Linked DNA regions of Sus scrofa: region 1 is linked to region 2. The links are chromatin contacts, called in public Hi-C maps. All regions are on one chromosome and are shown on one strand. Each heading gives the region's core, a stretch centred on a gene start, on an enhancer-like site or on the middle of the called end of the contact. The rest is flanking DNA. Distances are from core to core; before and after follow the strand shown.

Region 1 (4,651 bases), core at 1,837-4,336, 320 kb after region 2:
AGGCCCCAAACTGTCCTGCTTTTCCCCTCACAACAGCAACAGTGACACTGCCGACCGGCATAACTGGAGGGAGCATTTCTTCCTTTGCCTTTTTCCGGGAGTGAGGGGGCGGGCATTAAGTAAAAGCCTGAACAACACCGTCTTGTAAGCTCCCACCGGACACTGCAGACAATAAGTGCCGGCATTTTGCAAATGGAAAAATGAGGCCATGAACGGGGCGGGTGGGGGGGGACGCTTGCCCGGGTCACCCAGCCAGCAGGCCAGCAGCAGACACAGGGCACGCAGCCAGCCAGCCAGCCTGGAGGCAAGGCTTGGTGATGTGTGGGCCGCCGGGGCAGGGTCTCCCGGAACCAGAGTGCGCCCGGAACCCCTGCACACCTGCCCCTCCTCCATGCCGACCATGGAATCCCTCGTGGTTGCGCCTTCAAACCAAGGCACTCGGCAAGTCGGGCGGAGACGTGGACAGCAGAGGACTGAGGGAAGAAAGGGAGAGCTCAGGGCACCACCCACCACAGCCGGGATCACCACCGACGCGTTCCACCCCCAGGGAAGCCAGACCGAGCCCCACCCCAGCCCCCGTGGTCCCCCTCCGGCTCTCCAGCACAGGCTCTAGTTCAGCAGCACAGCCCAGAGCACCGCTTTGTGCCAGTGTTGGAGGGTGCCCTCCTGTGTATGCAGGCCTTTGCTCCCTGCAAGCCCCAGCCACAGAGGTGGGACACAGATGCTCTGTCCTGCAGCCCAGCTGCAGGAGAGAAAAGGAGAGCTGTAAACACATCCAGGGAGCTGGGCCACCGTGCAGAGGCATTTCTGCTCATCCTTGCTGTTAAAGCCCCCAGACATGGGCAGGGGGCTCCAAAGGTTCTAGTAACACACGGCCCCCACCCAGGGTTAAAGACTGCAGACACTCAGTCACTGCACTGACCCTCAGCCAAGTTGGGTGTTTCTCATGCTTATTTAAAGTGCAGCACACAGGGGAAAAAGCCTAACCAGGCAGCATCTTCAGCCCCCTTTTCTCCACACCCAGCCCCCTACCCCCTGTTGGGCCCAGAACCTGCCTCGAGGATGTGCAAGCAGGCGAGCAGGGCTCCTCTCCCAGGCCTTTGGGTGTCCCCTGGCCGCTGCTTCGCCTCCTGTGCCATTTCGATCCTCTCTGCCCCACAGACACAGTTCCAGAACCCTCCCGAGTCAAGTCTGACACTGCCCATGTGGGGCCTGAACCCCAAAGTTCCCTGACGCCTTCCTGCCCACCACACCCAGAAGCCTGGCACGTCACCCCACCCTTCATGCCCTGTGCTTAAGGAGGCAATCTCAAAGCCTCCGGAGGACCGTGGCCCTGAGGGGCACTTCCCTGCCACTCTTCGGGTGAAGAGCCAATGTGAACCTCTCAGCATGAGAGTGACAGATTCCAACCAAGTAAACAGAAGCCCTCTGCAGGCGCCTCCTCAGGGTCCTACCCGCAGTGCTTCTGAGCCAGCTATCAACAGCGTCGCAGCCATGATCCACAAACCAAAATAAAGCAGACACAGGAAACAACACGCTGATTTGGGGTGGCTGGAATTCCTGAGCAGCACTGAATGTCATCAACAGCTGACACTCAAGCAGTCACTGGGTGCCTGGCTCTGTTCCCGGAGGCCCTTTCTCACAGGGGAATGTGCAGCCCCCCGGGGAGGACAGGGAGTTCAGCGGGCAAGACAGACCCTGGGGACAGGCAACACTCTGAGTCCCGAAAAGCCCTCTCCAACAGGAGCTGGCCCCTCATCCGTGAGAGGACACACTTGTGGCATTAATGTGTAGCAGACACTCCAGGCGCTGATCTTGCTCTGGGGTGAAAAAGTCTTATATCTCCAAGATAAAACAGGACCACCAGGAGAAGGTGACACTCTCTAGATAAACCCAGGAAGTCCAGACATAGCCTTCCAGCTGCACTTCCCTCCCCCAGCTCTTGGGTCCAGTGAGAAAGGCAGGCTGCTCCAGGGACACGACCTGAATGGCAGGCCGGGTGGCCAAAAGCTTCCGCGGCCAGTTCTCAATGGAAGGGGGGAGGGGTGGCTCCTGTGGCTCGCTGCCCTGAGGGAGCCCTGGGCCAGGGCGCTCCACATATTCACACACAGACATACACACACAATCACTCAGGAACACACATATGCACACACAATCCACCTACACAGTCGTGTGCACACCCAGGCACCAGTCAGCAGCCTGCCTCTGCCCCTCGCCCCGGGGCAACATGTGAAAGAGCTCACACGTTCCCAGCAAAGCAAGTTTCTGGGCGCTGCACTGAGCGGAGGTGCGGAACCCCGAGGTGGGTGTTTGGGGCACTAGAAATGTACGCATCCGGAGAGTCCCCACACGCGTGCGCGCGCTCATGCACACGCAGACACACTCCCAGCAGGGATGGGACCCGGGTCCAGCCGCACCTCTCCCTGGTGCAGGCGACCCCACCTGCGGGGACTAGGGGCCGCTCGCGGCGCGGAGGCACCGCGGGGAGCTGCGTCCCCCGAGCTCGGCCCGGCCAGTCCCGCGGAAGGTGGGGAAGGGGCTGCGGTCTCCCAGGAGATGGCGAAGGGGCACTCGGTCCGGCATCTCCCGAAGGTGGGGAGAGAGTTGAGGCCAGAGGTCTCCGGGAAGGTGGGGAGGAAGCCTTGGCCGGGCATCTCCCGAAGGTGGGGAGGAGGTAGCGGCCGGAGGTCTTGGAGGAGGTAGGGAGGGGTCAAGGCTGGGGATCTCCTGGGAGGTGGAGAGGGGAGCGCAAATGAGGAGCGCGCGTCGCCGGGAGGCGCCAGGGCCGCGGCCCTCAGCGAAGGGGTCGGGAGTCTGAGAGCGCCCGCCGATAGCCCCCTGGAAGGCCACGACGCCTCTGCCGGCTCCCGGGAGCTCACCGATCTTGATCTTCACGCTCTGGAAGACTCGGAGCCCCTCTTCCTCCACCGCCATGCTGGGTCGGCCCGGAATTCGTGCGCCGAGCCCCGCCGAGCAGCAGGAGCCAGAGCGGCGGCGCAGTCCCCGCGCTCTGCGCGCGTCTCGTCGACCGCGGGTCGGCCGCGCCTCTGTCCCCTGGCTCCGCCCACGCACCCGACCATTGGCCGAGAGCGCGAGCGTGGGCGGTGAGGCTCCGCCCACGGCCCTGCCCAGTTGCCTTGTGCCTGAGGTCCGCAAAGGGGCAGGAGCGAGACGGCTCCGCCCACATCCCAGCCCCAGATCCCCATTGGCCGAACCCCGCAAGGGGGCGTGGTCGGTATCAGAGAAGGGTTGGAAGGTACCACGCCGGGGTGGTTCACCCAGCAGGGAGGATCCCACAAGGGTTGCTGGAGGAACTGGGCCGAGGGGCGCTGGGGGGTACTGGGCGTGGGGAGGGCGCCAGGAGGGGACCGGTCAGCTGTCGCTGGCTCGGGGAGCGGGGGGCGGTGGCGAGGGCCGGGCGGAAGGGGGGGCGGGGACCGGGAGGGCGGGGCGTGGAGGACTAGGGTTGCAAAGAAGGTGGCGGGGGCTAGGCGAGGGGAGGCAGAATCTGGCGGGAGGACGCGGGAATAGGGAGATGTGCACATGATTTTAAGAAACTCAGACCTAAAGGAATCAAGGAAAAGAATTCTCTGGCCCAGCTCGGCCCCCTCAGAGCAAGTCCGCACTTGCGGACCAGCTGCTGGAGACCTGGCCTCTGGAGGAACAAGGGTTCCACTGAGGTTGCTGATTAGGCTCCGCAGATGTCCATTCCCTTCTGATGCCTTCCTGTCCCTCTACCGTGCCCTGGTCTCCCGCCACCTGGCTCTGAGTCTTTCAGGCCACGTGCACTCCTGTCTGCCCTTGCTGATCCCCATGCTACCATCCTCCCCTTATTTTCTGTCTCCTGACTTCCTGTCCACTTATCTCTCCTCTGACTTAGGAGTGCCCAACATCACACACACAGACTTACACACACACACACCAGAATACAAGCTTAATAAAGAGAGAGGCCTGTTTTTCTCACTGTTTTACCTCACTTCCTTAAAAAAAAAAAAAAAATGCTTAGGTACCTGTTGAAAAAGATTACTGACCATTCTTACCCTCCTTCCAGGTCCTCAATCAGCTGCTTGAGGCAACCTTCTCAGGACTGTCAGAGGAGGTGTTTACTCATGGTTTACTGAAGAGGCTGGGGTCAAGCCCCCAGTGTTGCTGCCTCAGGACCCCAGCAGGCTCCTGTAGTTGTGTGGCCACCCAGAGCCCACCCTCCTCCTAGCCAAGACTTGGCCTCCATCAGGGTAACTGAAAAGTAACCCCAGTTCCTGACCTTCTCAGAGGACCAGCTGAAACCCCAGTAGCAGCTGCATTGTTGCCAAGTGGCTCCTCTGTCCCCATCTTCCCCCCATTCTCTCACAGACTTTCCCTCCCAAACACTTCCAACCAGGTCCTGCACATGGATTTCCTCTTTGGAGTCTGTTTCCAAGGGAACCGCTGTAAGGCATCTGGGGCCAGGAGTGTCCAAGGAGTGGCCTCTATGATGGGGTTTGAGAGCCAGATGCTAAATGACAGCTGGCAGCCCTGCCCTGCTGCAGCAGTGCTGAGTTGCCAGGAGGCCTGCTGAGGGGGACACGGTGGGGTGCAGTGTCTCAGGTATTGGAGAAGTTGGAAAAAGCAGGAATCATCTGGACTGTGGAATTAGGTGGTTCTCGTAGAA
Region 2 (5,040 bases), core at 15-2,514:
GGGCTGGTTCCAGTTCCCTCCACAGTCTCCTGCTCGGTCCCTTTTCCCTGGTTCTCCGGGCTCAGCCAGGCCATCCTGATGCCTGGATGCAGCACCTAGCCTGCCTTTCCACCAGGCTGCCCTCCCACCCAAACATTCTAGAGAGTTCAACTCCCACCGTGTTTCTGCGGCTAAGCCTTCACACCTGGGCATCGGACATGACGTTGTGTCCTCTGCACTACAGGAGTCCCTGAAACCAGTGTCCCTCCCTGGCACTTACCAACTGCAAAAAAGTGGTTGTGTGTTCCGTGCCTGTCCTTCCTGCCAGGTCACCAGCTCCATCAACGCCAAGCACACGTCTGTCTTGCTCAGCACGGAGCTCAGCATCTTATACACAGCAAGCACCGGGTTCACTGAAGGGTCGCCCAAACCCATCCACGGCCTCGTTTTCACGACACTTCGAAGTCGCTGTACATTTCCTAACACTTCTCTGTGAACCCCAGATCCATCGCTGACTCCTGTATCTCCCCTGCTCCCGCATCTTCTTCCTGCACAACCGGCCGGCCTTGGACAGGTTCTGCTTTGGTCACGCACGTCGGCATCTGCTCGCACCTCCAAGCCCGGACGACACGCCTTTCTTTGCTCCTCCTCCCTTTCTGACCAGCTCTGTGCAAGGCCTCGCCCTTCTTGCCTCTCATCCCTCTTATTCCTACAGATGGTCTCCGTCCAAGTCCTCACCTCCTGCGGCCCAGGCTATTCCCACAGCCTCCCGGCTGGTCTCCCTTACATGGGATCCTGACCCACTCAGACCCACCTGTCCTCCCGACAAAAGGTGATCGCTTCGCACGCACTGCTCCCTCTCAAAAGCCTTCCACAGCGCCCGTTCTCGACCCTGACGTCCACGTTCCGGCCACTCTGGACTACTGGCCAGGCTCAAAGGCGCAGTCCTGCCGCCTGACCTCGGCGGGATGCTGGTGTGCCCCCAACGTCCCTCCCTCCTCGGTCACCTGGCTGCTCACGCTTCCGAAGACGCACTGACCAGAGCCCCCGGCCCGCTCAGTGCCTCCACCTCCTCAGTCAGCAACGCTGCCCCTGGGTCACCGGCCAGGTCCCACCTGCGTGCCTCCCGCCACCGGCGTCCCCACCGCGCCCGAGGCCTTCGCGCCGACCCGGACCCCGACTCTCCCGCAGCCTCCCGGTCAGGTCTCTCCAGAGCCCCTGGCTCCCGCCTCCCAGCCCCCGACCTTCCCCAGCCTAGGTCCCGCTCCCACCCCCGACCTTGGCCAACCCCACCAGCCCTCCCCGACCCCCGGGTGCCCAGGAGGAGCCACGCGGAAGGCGATGGCACGTGCCGCCTACCATTCTCCCCTGGGCGCCCCAGCTTCTCGCTGGCCCCGGCCAACTGCGCAGGCGCCCTGGTCCGGCCGCGCCGTCCCTGTCCTCGGCTCTCGAAACACCTGCCTCGGGAGGCAGCTGCAGGTCAGGCCCGGGGGACTCCAACTCCCGGCGTGCCCTGCTCCGCCCGGGGGCCGACGGGAGCCGGGCACCGCCCCGCCTCCAACTCCCGGCGTGCACCGCGCCTCCCCGGGGCCGCGGAACCCCGCCCCGCCTTCTTGGCGGCGCCGCCTGTTCCTCTAGGCCGCGTCGGCGCAGACGGCTCTCCCAGTGCGCCGGCGGCCGGGCCCTCTGCGCGCCTCACCCAGTCCCCGTCCCCGCCCCGGGGGCGGCCCCACCGCCTGGGAAGGGATGCGGAGAAGGTGCGTCCCTGCCCTCCCCTCGGCTCCCCGCGCCGGAGTGCCGGGCCCAGGACTCACCGCCGCCGGGACGTCACGGTGAGCGCTGCGCGGCGTTCGGCGCGGGGTCCGGGTCCCGCCTGAGGTGCGGTCTCGGGGCTCCCCTCCCAGGGTCGCCTCTTCCGGGGGGGTCTCTCGAGCCGGCCTTTCTCTTTCCCTCCCCGGGGGTCTCCCCTCCCCTCCTCGGGGGTTTCTCCTTACTGAGGGCGTGTTCTCCTCCTCTGCAGGGTCTCTCCTCTCTCGTGGGGTCCCCTCTCCCTGGGCCTTGGTCTCCCCTCTCCCGGGGTCTTCCCGCCCGAGCCTGCTGCTCCCGCCCGCGGGCGTGCGGCAGTGCTGCACCGGAGCGCCCTTTTCCAGACCCGCGCAGCTGGCGGCGGCCCCAGGGTTGCGGCGGGAGCGGGGGCGGGGGGCTCGGAGGGGCTGGGGGGAGCGCCTCGCCGTTCTTGAGTCACCGATGACGCTGCGGACACTGCCGGCCACACCGTTGGACCGTATACACCCTCCAGGCGCCTGCCGCTCGAGTCCCGTGTGCGGAGGAGCCGCTGCTCCAGGATCCCCTCTGGGTCCGGGCCTCCTCGCTGCCCCCAGGTTCCTTTCACATCTCACCTGTGAGCCCCGAGTGAGGCCGTGGGTCACCGTCCACGTGCGGTCAGATCGTGCGCTCGTCCAGGTGAAGGCGGCTGCAGTGAGGCCCTCCCCCAGAGCCCTGAGCTCTCTTTCATTCAGGGTCAGCGGGGGACCGAGCCCAGGAGACGGCCTCTCCCAGGGCTCCGAGCCGGAGGCTGGATGGCAGGGGTTTTAGAGAAGGGGTGCCTGCGGCCCTGCACACCTGGCGCAGAGCGTGGCTGCTAGTCACAGGCAGTGTCGCAGTTCTGATGTTAGCGCTCCCCGGAGTGCGGCAAGATGCCGCAATCTGGGCTCGTAAGCGTTTTTCCTAAAGAACAACCTCTGGTCTGTTCTGTCTGTTTTCCCAAAGCACAGAGGCCTCGACCTGCTCCCTCGGTCTGAGTTCCTCTCAGGGGCACTGGCGGCACCGGCCACAGTGCTCCATGCCTGATCCTCCAGCAACTGCCCGACAAGCAAGGCTCCTCGGTTTACAGCCTTTTCCTATTTGTTTTTCTTATCGTTTTTTGGGTCACAGGATCATACTGGTTCCAAATTTCTCTTTTAATAATCAGTGTTAAAAAGATAGTGTCCTAGTGATTGGATTACTCAATGGAATGTTTGGTTTTTGTGGGGTTTTCTTGTTGGTTTTTTTTTTTTTGTTGTTGCTGTTGTTTAGGGCTGCACCTGCGGCATATGGAAGTTCCCAGGTTAGGGGTTGAATCAGAACTGCAGCCGCCAGCCTACACCACAGCCACAGTAACGCAGGATCCGAGACTCATCTGCGACCTACACCACAGCTCACGGCGACACCGGATCCTTAACTCACTGAGCGAGGCCAGGGATCGAACCTGCAACCTCGTGGATCCTATTCAGGATCATTAACCGCTGAGCCACAAAGGGAACTCCTGGTTTTTGTATGATTAACTTCAAATACTTTAAAACTTGTTTCCTTGTTCCTTTTCTTAATCCATTCTCCAGTTCTTTTACTGATTAGAAATGAACCATAAATTGTTTTGTTTAGGTTTTTTTTATAGTCGGTTTACAATGTCAGTCTCTGCTGTACAGCAGAGTAACCCAGTGGGCCAGGTAAGTGCTCTGTCTTTTTAGAAGTACTCATCATTCGACTTGCCAGAGTGTGCAATGTACTCTTCAGGTGAAGTCCTCTGCAGATTTCGTTGCGACAGATGTGGCTTCCTTGGACCTTTCCATGAGGCCCTCCTTTCTGCCTGTGCAGTGTTGAACCTGGAGGTGCTAGTGAGAGCAGGAAAAAGTCGGATGTTAAACCATCTACTACAAATAACCCTCACGCTTTGCTTTTTCCAGAGGTGCTGCGCCCGTTAACCGTGATCCTGCCACACCCACGCCGCAGGGGCCGGATTTCCTGCCTGGAGCCCTGGTACCAGGTCAGTCCCCGTCCCCGCTCGGCTGGCGGGTCCAGCTGGGTGGGCGGGGCAGACACCTCGGGGATGGGCTGTCCTAAGAACTGTGTCCTACCTGGCCTTACAGCCAGAGGCTGCTGGCAACAAACTGGGCTCTCCTTCAGCAGTTCGATGCAGTGACTTTAAGTCGCTGGGTCTGGAGGGGCCTGAGGAGGAGACTGGGGTAGAGGGTCCTGTGACCCCACGTGAGCAGAAAGCTGGGAGGCAGAGCTTTGAGCTTTTCCAGGTTAACCCATGATGTGAAGTTGAAAAAAATGGAGGAGCTGCTTCCCTCTCTGCCCCCACTGCCCCATTCCCCTAAGGGCCTCCAGGGATGGGCGCTGGGGCTCCAGGGGCCCAGGAGCAGTGTCTGAGGATTCAGTCACACCCCCTGCAGTCACGCTGGCCCCAGAGTCGGAGGTGAGAGAGGAGTCATCAACTGTGGTGACTTTACTTCAAGAAAACCCGAGCTTAGGACTTTTTATGTAAAACCATTGGAAGTTTCTTGCCTTTTGTTTTTGAGTAGGCATGACGGTGAACCCATTTTCCTTTTTATTCTAAATCATTTACTACAGATAATTTATTACTTGCTCAAATAGTCTCATCAATTTAGAAGCAAGTTTGGGGATTCCTGTTCTGTAATTATAAGAACAAGCAAAACCTAGAGTTGCTGTCGTGGCCCAGTGGTTAACGAATCTGACCAGCATCCATGAGGATGCAGGTTTGATCCCTGGCCTTGCTCAGTGGGTTAAAGGGGCTCGTGTTGTCGTGAGCTGTGGTGTAGGTCACAGACGGGGCTTGGATCCCGTGTCGCTGTGGCTGTGGTGTAAGGCCAGTGGCTACAGCTCCCATTTGACCCCTAGCCTGGGAACCTCCATGTGCCGCGGGAGTGACGCTAAAAAACGAAAACAAAACAAAACCCCAAAAACGAAACAAGCAAAAATTTGGCAAATGTAAAAATTTGGGGAGCTATGTTTTAATTAAAGTTGGAATAAGTATAAATAGAAACTTTGGGGGAAGGGTTTGGTCCTTTCACCAAAGTTTTTAACTTGAGATAACGGTAGATTCACAGAGTTATAAGGGGTGAGACCCCGACCCTGTGTGGCGTCCCTGTTTCCTCCAAGGGTGACATTTTGCATGATGTGGTGACTGTGCAGATTACAGCAGAGATGCAGCCCAGGCACACATGGATGCACCCGTGTCACAGGCGTGTGTGAGTGCGTATGCGTGTGTGCGGATGTGTA

What was found. A called contact is a pair of places that touch in the nucleus more often than the background predicts.
Region 1: a contact with region 2 is called in a Hi-C map of liver, with 6 times the contacts expected there. The contact joins the promoter of RASA3 here to the promoter of DCUN1D2 in region 2. A contact is called at or near these places in 2 of 47 Hi-C or Micro-C datasets (epiblast stem cells and liver).

What each region holds. Positions count from the first base shown.
Region 1 is chr11:79,024,905-79,029,555 of Sscrofa11.1, forward strand. It overlaps RASA3 (ras GTPase-activating protein 3), which reads right to left and starts at 3,087. Exons shown (of 24, transcript XM_003131110.5): 1 at 2,880-3,087. The coding sequence starts at 2,934.
Region 2 is chr11:78,707,462-78,712,501 of Sscrofa11.1, forward strand. DCUN1D2 (DCN1-like protein 2) reads right to left here and starts at 1,265. Exons shown (of 8, transcript XM_021065981.1): 1 at 260-1,265. TMCO3 (transmembrane and coiled-coil domains 3) reads left to right here and starts at 1,644. Exons shown (of 14, transcript NM_001267851.1): 1 at 1,644-1,811; 2 at 3,702-3,781.